Regions from separate parts of the Ovis aries genome. Here region 1 is linked to region 2. Evidence: chromatin contacts called from public Hi-C data. All regions are on one chromosome and are shown on one strand. The core of a region is the stretch at or near the end of the contact, and the rest is flanking DNA. Distances in the headings are between cores, read along the strand shown. Region 1 has its middle 20 kb from the start of KPNA2. Region 2 overlaps SMURF2 (SMAD specific E3 ubiquitin protein ligase 2).

Region 1 (4,138 bases), core at 529-3,028, 160 kb before region 2:
AGAAAACAATACAAGGAAAAATAGGACCACAAGATGTTTACATGCATAATTAAACACAGGAAGAGTTTGGGATTTTTTTTATTGATTTACGATATTAGTTTCAGCTATACAACTCATAGTACAATAGTGATTGAAGATTTTTATAGACTATACTCCATTTATAGTTATCATAAAATATTGGCTATATTCCCTGCATTGTACAACATAATCTTGGTACTTCTTTATTTTATACATAGTATTAATACTTTGCAGAGATAGAAAGTTTTAATTGGAATAACCTGAGATCCAGGATAGGCCTTTAGGGGCCCATGAACCCCTGAAATTGTATGCAAAGTTTATTGTTAAATACAGGAATATGAGCTTTTCCGAGAAAGGGGCTCATAGGTTGATGAAAACTGGGTTCTTAAAGGTGTAGCCACCCTCAAAACATTATACACTTAAGGTGTAGTTCTCTCCAATTTATTTTCTACATAGCTGAGGTGCACTTTATTTTTTTAATGTCATCGGAGCCAGCTTCACGCAGTTGTTTAAGACCTCAGGCCAAGAATTCAGCTGTAATTTGACTAAAGAACTCAAGTTGAATGGGAGTTTTAACTGCTGCCCCTGAAAGATGGCATTTGGCGGACATTCACTCCAAAAGTGTGATGAAGCACAGGAAGAATGTGGTGCCTTTGTCCCCTGAAAGAGAAGATGGCAGGGGTTTGTGTTTCTCTCTTTGGCCTCAAGTTCGGCTTCTCTGCAGGCTCCAGAGGGTGGGCGGTAACGAAGTACTGTTTGGCTCCCCGTCCTCTTGCTGACAGCTAGGTCTCTGAGAGGCAAATCAGACACTTCCCAGGGTTGGATCCCGGGCTCGACCGCCAGGGATGGCTCCTAACTGTTCTCAAGGAAGCAGGGAACTTGCCTGGCCTTCACCAGCTTCATCAGAGCTGTCACTCTCTTTAGAAATTGGCTTTGTTTCTAGGCCTTGTGCTTTGCTTTGGAGCTAACAACTGCCATTTCCCCCTGGTATTTCTGCTGTGGTCATCATGCCTGCCCTTCTCCTAGGAGGTTGGGGGAATTTGCTAGCCAAAGTCAAACAGCTGGCTCCCAGATGGCTCTCCGTCCCATGACCCCACGAACATCCCAACATTGATTTGCTCAGGAGGCTTAAACTCAGCTAGCTAGCGGGGCAGGATGCCTGCAGACCCCCACCCGGAGAGATTTATGGGCTCAGGCCTTGGAGGGAGCAAATCTCTAGAGGTGGGTTGGGGCTACTCAGTTCCCTTTTGTTGCGCATTCTAGAATTCTGCCTAACACAGAAGAGGCTGACCTCATTCTTATCCCACCCGGAGATTAAGTGGGGATAACTAGGTAACTAGCAAGTTATTACTGACAATGCTAAATTACCTGGCAAAGAAAGTTTCTGTCTCTCTCTCTACACACACACACACACAGACACACACACACACATGCTAAGAGAGTTCTCTTCGAGGGTGTGTTTTTTCGGACACTGCGTATGACATAAAAATGATCTAAAAAGATTGTCATCTCCAATTCCCAGAATGAGAGTATTCATCCCATTCAGGTGGAAATGAGCAACAGAGCCCAAATAGTTTCTGGTGGCAAAGAAAAATTCTTCGGCGTCTATTTCCTGGAGATAACGCAGAGAATGCTAGCAGGTTTCTAACATACTTCAGCTGTTCAGGAAATACTTTAAATAATTTCCTGCTCTAGAGACTAGGAGGAGAGCCAGAAAGTTGGAAAGTATTACTCTCTTTCTTTACGGTCACAAAGGCACTTCCCAGGGACTCCTTCACTATTCACACACACATGCTCCTAGGAGCTCTTTTCTGGCTTTCCCTGGTCTTTTTATGCGGGAATGTTCTTTTTTAAAAGAGTGTGGCGAGAATCCTAGTAACTTGGACTTCCCATAGCATCCTGGCCTGTGCTTCCTAAGGAACTTGACAAATATGAACTAATTAAGCTTGGAAAGCCCCCACGAGAGTCCTCCCAGCCGTTGTTGAAATGGGGCCAGCTCTGTCTGAGGTGGAGCCGCCGCTGTGTTTGCCCTGCACAGCAACAATTCAAACAGTGGAGAGGGCGGAAAGCCAACCGCCTAACGCAACTGAAACTGCAAGGAAGCAGCGAGGGAGGCAGCCTCTTTGATTTGCTTTCTGCTGCATTCAGTGGGGTTCAGGTATTGGTGTTGAAATTGTGTCATTTAGACTTTTGAATGTGATTTCAGGTAACTGAAAAATAAAAAATTTAACCAGGTGAATTTTTATCTAAAGCAATGGTGCTGGATCAAAGATGATTTTACAACCCCCAAGGGAACATTTGGGGTGTCACTTCTTGGGGAGAGGGATGCTATTGACAACTAAGTAGGTAGAGGTCTAGGATCCGACTGAACATACTGTGTGTAACTCACAGAATAGACCCCCCACGATAAAGAGTGATCTTGCCCAAAATGTCAGTAGTGCTGAGGTTTTAAAAGCCTGGTCTAAAGGTTCAGCGTGACTCAGTGTTGGCTTGTGTCCTCTCTGTTAAGTCCCACATCTTAACGGTGGGGACATTTCAGCCCATTCAGATCTAGGATCTAAGCTTCTGGGAGCATCCTGGATTCCTGGGCTGATCCTGCAGGTGATGACAATCTCCCAAACATTGGATGTTGGAGACACGCCCTGGGAATCAGGTATCTTATAAATCTTGTAAGTGATCCTTGTGGAAAAGGGACCCCTTTTTTTTGCACTTCTGATTGGGCCCCAGGGTTTCAAGGTCCTGTTTTTCTTGCAGTGAATAAGCCATTCTGTTTCTCCGACAGGGCCTATTCAGCAAGCAGCTATTTCTTTTCTCTTTCCTCAAGGCCTAGCTGCCAGGGAGCCCCAGGCTGTCACTGTTTGTCTGGCCATCAGCAAGAGACAGCCACAAGGAAGTTCAGCCAATAGCCAGAGACAAGGGGAATTTTACTTCAATCTTTCTTTTTGCAAACTTAAAAATTCCCTGGCAGTCCAGTGGTAAGGACTCTACATTTTCACTGCTGAGGGCATGAGTTCGATTCCTGGTCGGGCAACTAAAAAACAACAATAAGAATTTTAAAACTGTCCTTCATGGAGAAAACCTTGGAAATGTTCCTCTCACCCAGGAAGCCCCCTGGACATCCCCACGGGGTCCCTTCCTCCTCTCTGCCACCCACTTTGGCCTCCTCCTGATGACACCTTCACCAAGCTGTGTCTCCCTCATTGCTTGGGGGATAGGTTTCCCTCCATCCTGCTGCCACGGGCAGCCCGAGAGCAGTATCCAAGTCGTGGGTGCCCCCTGAGTTCCCCCAGGGCCCAGTCCTGGACACTGGCCCACCCAAGCTCCAGGTAGACACTTAAAGGTTCAGCCAGATCTCACAACAGGTGCTGTGTTATTGTTGTTCAGAGGCTAAGTCACGTCTGAGTCTTTTCGACCCCATGGGCTGCAGCACGCCGGGGTTCCCTGTCCTCCACTGTCTCCCAAACTTTGCCCAAACTCACATCCATTGAGTGGGTGATGCCATACAGCCTTCTCGTCCTCTGTCGCCACCTTTTCCTCCTGCCTTGGATCTTTCCCAGCATCAGGTGCTATGGAAGTCTGAACACTTGCTCCAAAAGCCAGGCAGCCTATGGCTTCAGGGCCCATGGTGAGCCCTGCTCTTGTCAGCTGGGTCAGAAGGGCTTTTAAAAGTGACCTGACCTGATAACCTGAATGGTCTAGTGGTTTTCTCTACTTTCTTCAATTTAAGTCTGAATTTGGTAATAAGGAGTTCATGCTCTGAGCCACAGTCAGCTCCCGGTCTTGTTTTTGCTGACTGTATAGAGCTTCTCCATCTTTGGCTGCAAAAGATATAATCAGTTTGATTTCGATATTGACCATCTGGTGATGTCCATGTAGAGTCTTCTCTTGTGTTTTTGGAAGAGGGTGTTTGCTATGACCAGTGCGTTCTCTCGGCAAAACTCTGTTAGCCTTTGCCCTGCTTCATTCTATACTCCAAGGCCAAATTTGCCTGTTACTCCAGTATTTCTTGACTTCCTACTTTTGCCTTCCAGTCCCCTATAATGAAAAAAGACATCTTTTTGGGGTGTTAATCCTAGAAGGTCTTGTAGGTCTTCATAGAACTGTTCAGCTTTTGCTTCTT
Region 2 (3,820 bases), core at 1,264-3,763:
GTGTGTCAGAGGTTTGTCCCAGTACACCTGCAGAGACAGGCTGCTGTGTCCCTCTCCCCTCCACCCCTCAAGTGCCCTAGAACTAGCTCTGGGGGAGTTGAATCTATCCCAGAGGACTTTCTGCTGTCAGTTTTGTCCTTTAGCTTGAATCCTTTTTTCCCGTTTGAGGACTGAAACAGTCTCTTTCACAAATCTTTGTGAATGGGCTTGATGTATCCTGTTGTTGTTTTTTTTTTAATTAGAATATAGTTGATTTATAATACTGTGTCAGTTGCAGGTGTATCGCAGAGTGGCCCAGTTATATGTATATATTTTTTCCAGATTATTTTCCATTATAGGTTATATAAGATATTGAATATAGTACCGTGTGTTCTGCAGTAAATCCTTGTTACTTGCCTGTTTTATGTGTAGCAGTTTGTATCTGTGAATCCCATTCTACTAATTTACCCCTCCCCACCCTCCCTTTCTCCTTCGGTAACCATAAATTTGTTTCCTGTGTCTGTCAGTCTGTTTTTGCTTTGTGTATAGATTCATTTTTATTATTTTTTTAGATTCCACATATAAGTGGTATCATATATAATATTTGTCTTTCTCTCTGGCTTACTGCACTTCGTATGATATTCTCAAGGTCCATCCATATTGCCGCAAATGGCAATATTTCATTCTTTTTTTATGACTGAGTAATATTTCATTGTGTGTGAGAGTATGTATACTTGGGTTGTTTCCTTATCTTGGCTCTTGTAGATAATGCTGCTGTATACATTGGAGTGCATGTATCTTTTTGCATTAGTTTTCATATTTTCCAGATGCATGCCCAGGAGAGGGATTGCTAGATCATATGGTAGCTCCATTTTAGTGTTTTCAGGACCCTCCATGCTGTTTTCCGTGGTAGCTACACCCATTTACATTCCCGCCAACAGTGTCGGAGGGTTCCCTTTTCTTTCCACACTCTCCAGCATTTATTATTTGTAGACTTTTTTTGATGAACTGTTTTAAAATTGGCTTTGTTGAAATTTAATTGACACACAGTAAATTGTACATATTTTCTATGTGCGGTTTGTTTTGACATATTATATACTGTGAGACCCTCACCTTAATGGAGATAGTGAACGTATCCACTGCCCCGAGAGTTTCCTCCTGCCTCTTTGTAGCCTCTTGGTGGTCCCTCCTCCCACCCCTTCTCTAGTTTCCCAAGGCTGCCGTAACAAAATACTATACACTAGGTGGTTTAAAATAGTATAAGTTCATTCTCTGGCAGTTCTGGAGACTGGAGTTCAGAGCCAGGCTGGCTCAGGGTTGGTTCCTTCTGGAATCTCTCAAGGAAGATCAGTTACATGCCCTTCTCCTAGCTCCTGTTGGTTCCCGGAAACCTTGCTGTTCCTTGACTTGTGGGACCATTATTCCAGTCTGTTCCTTGTCTTCACCTGGCCTGCGATCTGGTCTACCCACAAAACATCTGCCACCAAGTGTGGGAGTTTTTTCCTCAAACATTTCAATTCTCCCCATCTACGGACTTGAATTCAGTCTAATGCCACCCAGTTGGCATCAGGCCTCACAGGTGAAGGGCTCAGTTTCAACAAGGCCTCCCATATTTCTTGCCAACTGGCTGTATGTCGAGGCGTTCTCATGACCCTTGGGTTCAGCAATTTGCTAGAATGGCTCACAGAACTCAGGGAAATTATTTCCTTACTGTTACCAGTTTTTCTTATAAAGGGTGTAACTCAGGCACAGCCAAATGGAAGCGAGGCATAGGACAGGAGAGGCATAGGACAGGAGAGGGGCTACATGGGCCTTGCATGTACTTAGCTGCAAGGTGCTACATGGGCCTTGCATGTACTTAGCTGCAAGGTGCTTCATCCTCTGGGCACCTGCGGTGTGTTCATCAACCCAGCATTCTGAACACCAGCATTCAGGGGTTTTTATGGAGATGTTATCACATAGGAGTGATTGATCATTAACTCGGTCTCCAGTTCCTCTCCCCGCTCCCCAGAGGCTGCGGGGGGAGGGGGGGGGCGTGGCACTGAAAGTTCTAGGCTTCTCATCAAGCTTTGGTCTTTCCTGCGACCAGGCCCCATCCTGCAACTATGTAACAGTAACCTCACTGAAACAAAAAATGCTCCAAAACCCAGGAACTTCTAAGGGACTTAGGAGCTTCCCTGTCTTGTAACAGGGACAAAGACCAAATATTGGAACAGAATACACTTTTCTTGTCACCTCTGTCATTCAGGAAATTTCAAGCATTTTAGGAGTTCTGTGTCAGTAACTGGGGACAAAGACCAAAGTATATATCTTAATATGTTACAGCTTCTCCCCTATATTCTGGATCCAAGTTTACCTCTCCTTATAAGAATACCAGTCTGTTGGATTTAGGGCCACCCTCATCTAGTGTGACCTCATTTAACTTGAGTACATCTGCAAAGACCCTGTGTCCAAATAAGGTCAAAGTCAGGGGTGCTAAGGCTTACGCCCTCAACTTATTTACTTAGACACAGTTCAGTCCACACCTCATTTTCAGCCAACCACCGATTTGCTTTCTGTCACTACACATTGCAGTGTTTAGAGTTCTGGATAAGTGGATTCATACAGTATGTCCTCTCTTTCGTTTGATTTCTTTTACCCAGCGTAATTATTTGAGATTCATCTCTGTTGTTGCCTGTATAGTTCATTTCTTTTCATTCCATTGTGTGGATAGACCTCAATTTATGAATCTGTTTACCTGCTGATGAATATTTGGATTGTTTCAGTTTGGGGCTGTGACTAAACTGCCATTAATGTTTATGTTTAAGTCCTTCAGTGGACATACACTCTCACTCCTCTCTGATAAATAAATGCCTAGGCTGCATCATATGACAGATTTGTGTTAAACTTTTGAAGAGACTGCCAGATTGTCTTTCGAAGTGATTATGCCGTTTGACATTCCCACTAGCAGTGTGTGAGAGTTGTAGTTGCTCTTGGTAACACTTGGTTTCAGTGCAGTTCAGTCGCTCAGTCGTGTCCGACTCTTTGCAACCCCATGAATCGCAGCACGCCAGGCCTCCCTGTCCATCACCAACTCCCGGAGTTCACTCAGATTCATGTCCATCGAGTCAGTGATGCCATCCAGCCATCTCATCCTCTGTCGTCCCCTTCTCCTCCTGCCCCCAATCCCTCCCAGTATCAAAGTCTTTTCCAATGAGTCAACTCTTTGCATGAGGTGGCCAAAGTACTGGAGTTTCACTATGGTTAATCTTAATTTTAGACATTCTAATAGATGTATAGTGGTATCTCATTAAGTTTTTTAAATTAATTTATTTTTTATTGAAGGATAATTGCTTTACAGAATTCTCATGAAGTTTTAATTTGCTTTCCTGTAGTAACTAATGATGTTGAGCATCTTTTCATGGGCTTATTTCCATCTGTATATCTTCTTTGGTGAAATTTTTTGCCTCCTTTTTTTTAAAAAAAAAACTGAGTTTTTTTGAGTTTTGAGAATTCTTTAGATGCTTGAAATACAAGTTTTATGTCAGCTATAAGCTTTAGAAAGATTTTCTCCTAGACTGTGACTTGTCTTTTCATTTTTTTAACAGTGTCTTTTGAAAAGTGTAAAGGTTCTTTGAAATTTAAGTGATGTTCATTTTATCCATTTGTTTGTCTTACGGATTGTGTTTTGGCACCTAAGGCTTTTGGCTTTAGGTTTTACGTTGAGGTCTCTGATCCACTTTGAATTAAAGTTTTGTATCTTTAACTTTGTGTACCCAAGTTCTTTTTTGGGGATATGATTAATACGTTGTTTAAAGAGTATTTTTAATATATTCTGTTTTGATTTATATATGTGTGGTAT

Evidence for each region. A called contact is a pair of places that touch in the nucleus more often than the background predicts.
Region 1: a Hi-C map of liver shows a contact between it and region 2, with 4 times the contacts expected there. The contact joins two enhancer-like sites. A contact is called at or near these places in 6 of 16 Hi-C or Micro-C datasets (blood, liver, muscle and 2 more).

What each region holds. Positions count from the first base shown.
Region 1 is chr11:48,634,396-48,638,533 of ARS-UI_Ramb_v3.0, reverse strand. No RefSeq gene overlaps it. Among named protein-coding and RNA genes, the nearest start is that of KPNA2, 20 kb to the left of the region's middle. Within about 2 kb of position 1,778, at least 20 of the 54 cell types and tissues checked have an H3K27ac peak or open chromatin away from gene starts, as enhancers often do. A contact at or near this core is called in liver, where this site is marked.
Region 2 is chr11:48,473,749-48,477,568 of ARS-UI_Ramb_v3.0, reverse strand. The region is part of intron 10 of SMURF2 (SMAD specific E3 ubiquitin protein ligase 2); the gene reads left to right. Among named protein-coding and RNA genes, the nearest start is that of CEP95, 63 kb to the right of the region's middle. Within about 2 kb of position 2,513, at least 4 of the 54 cell types and tissues checked have an H3K27ac peak or open chromatin away from gene starts, as enhancers often do. A contact at or near this core is called in liver, where this site is marked.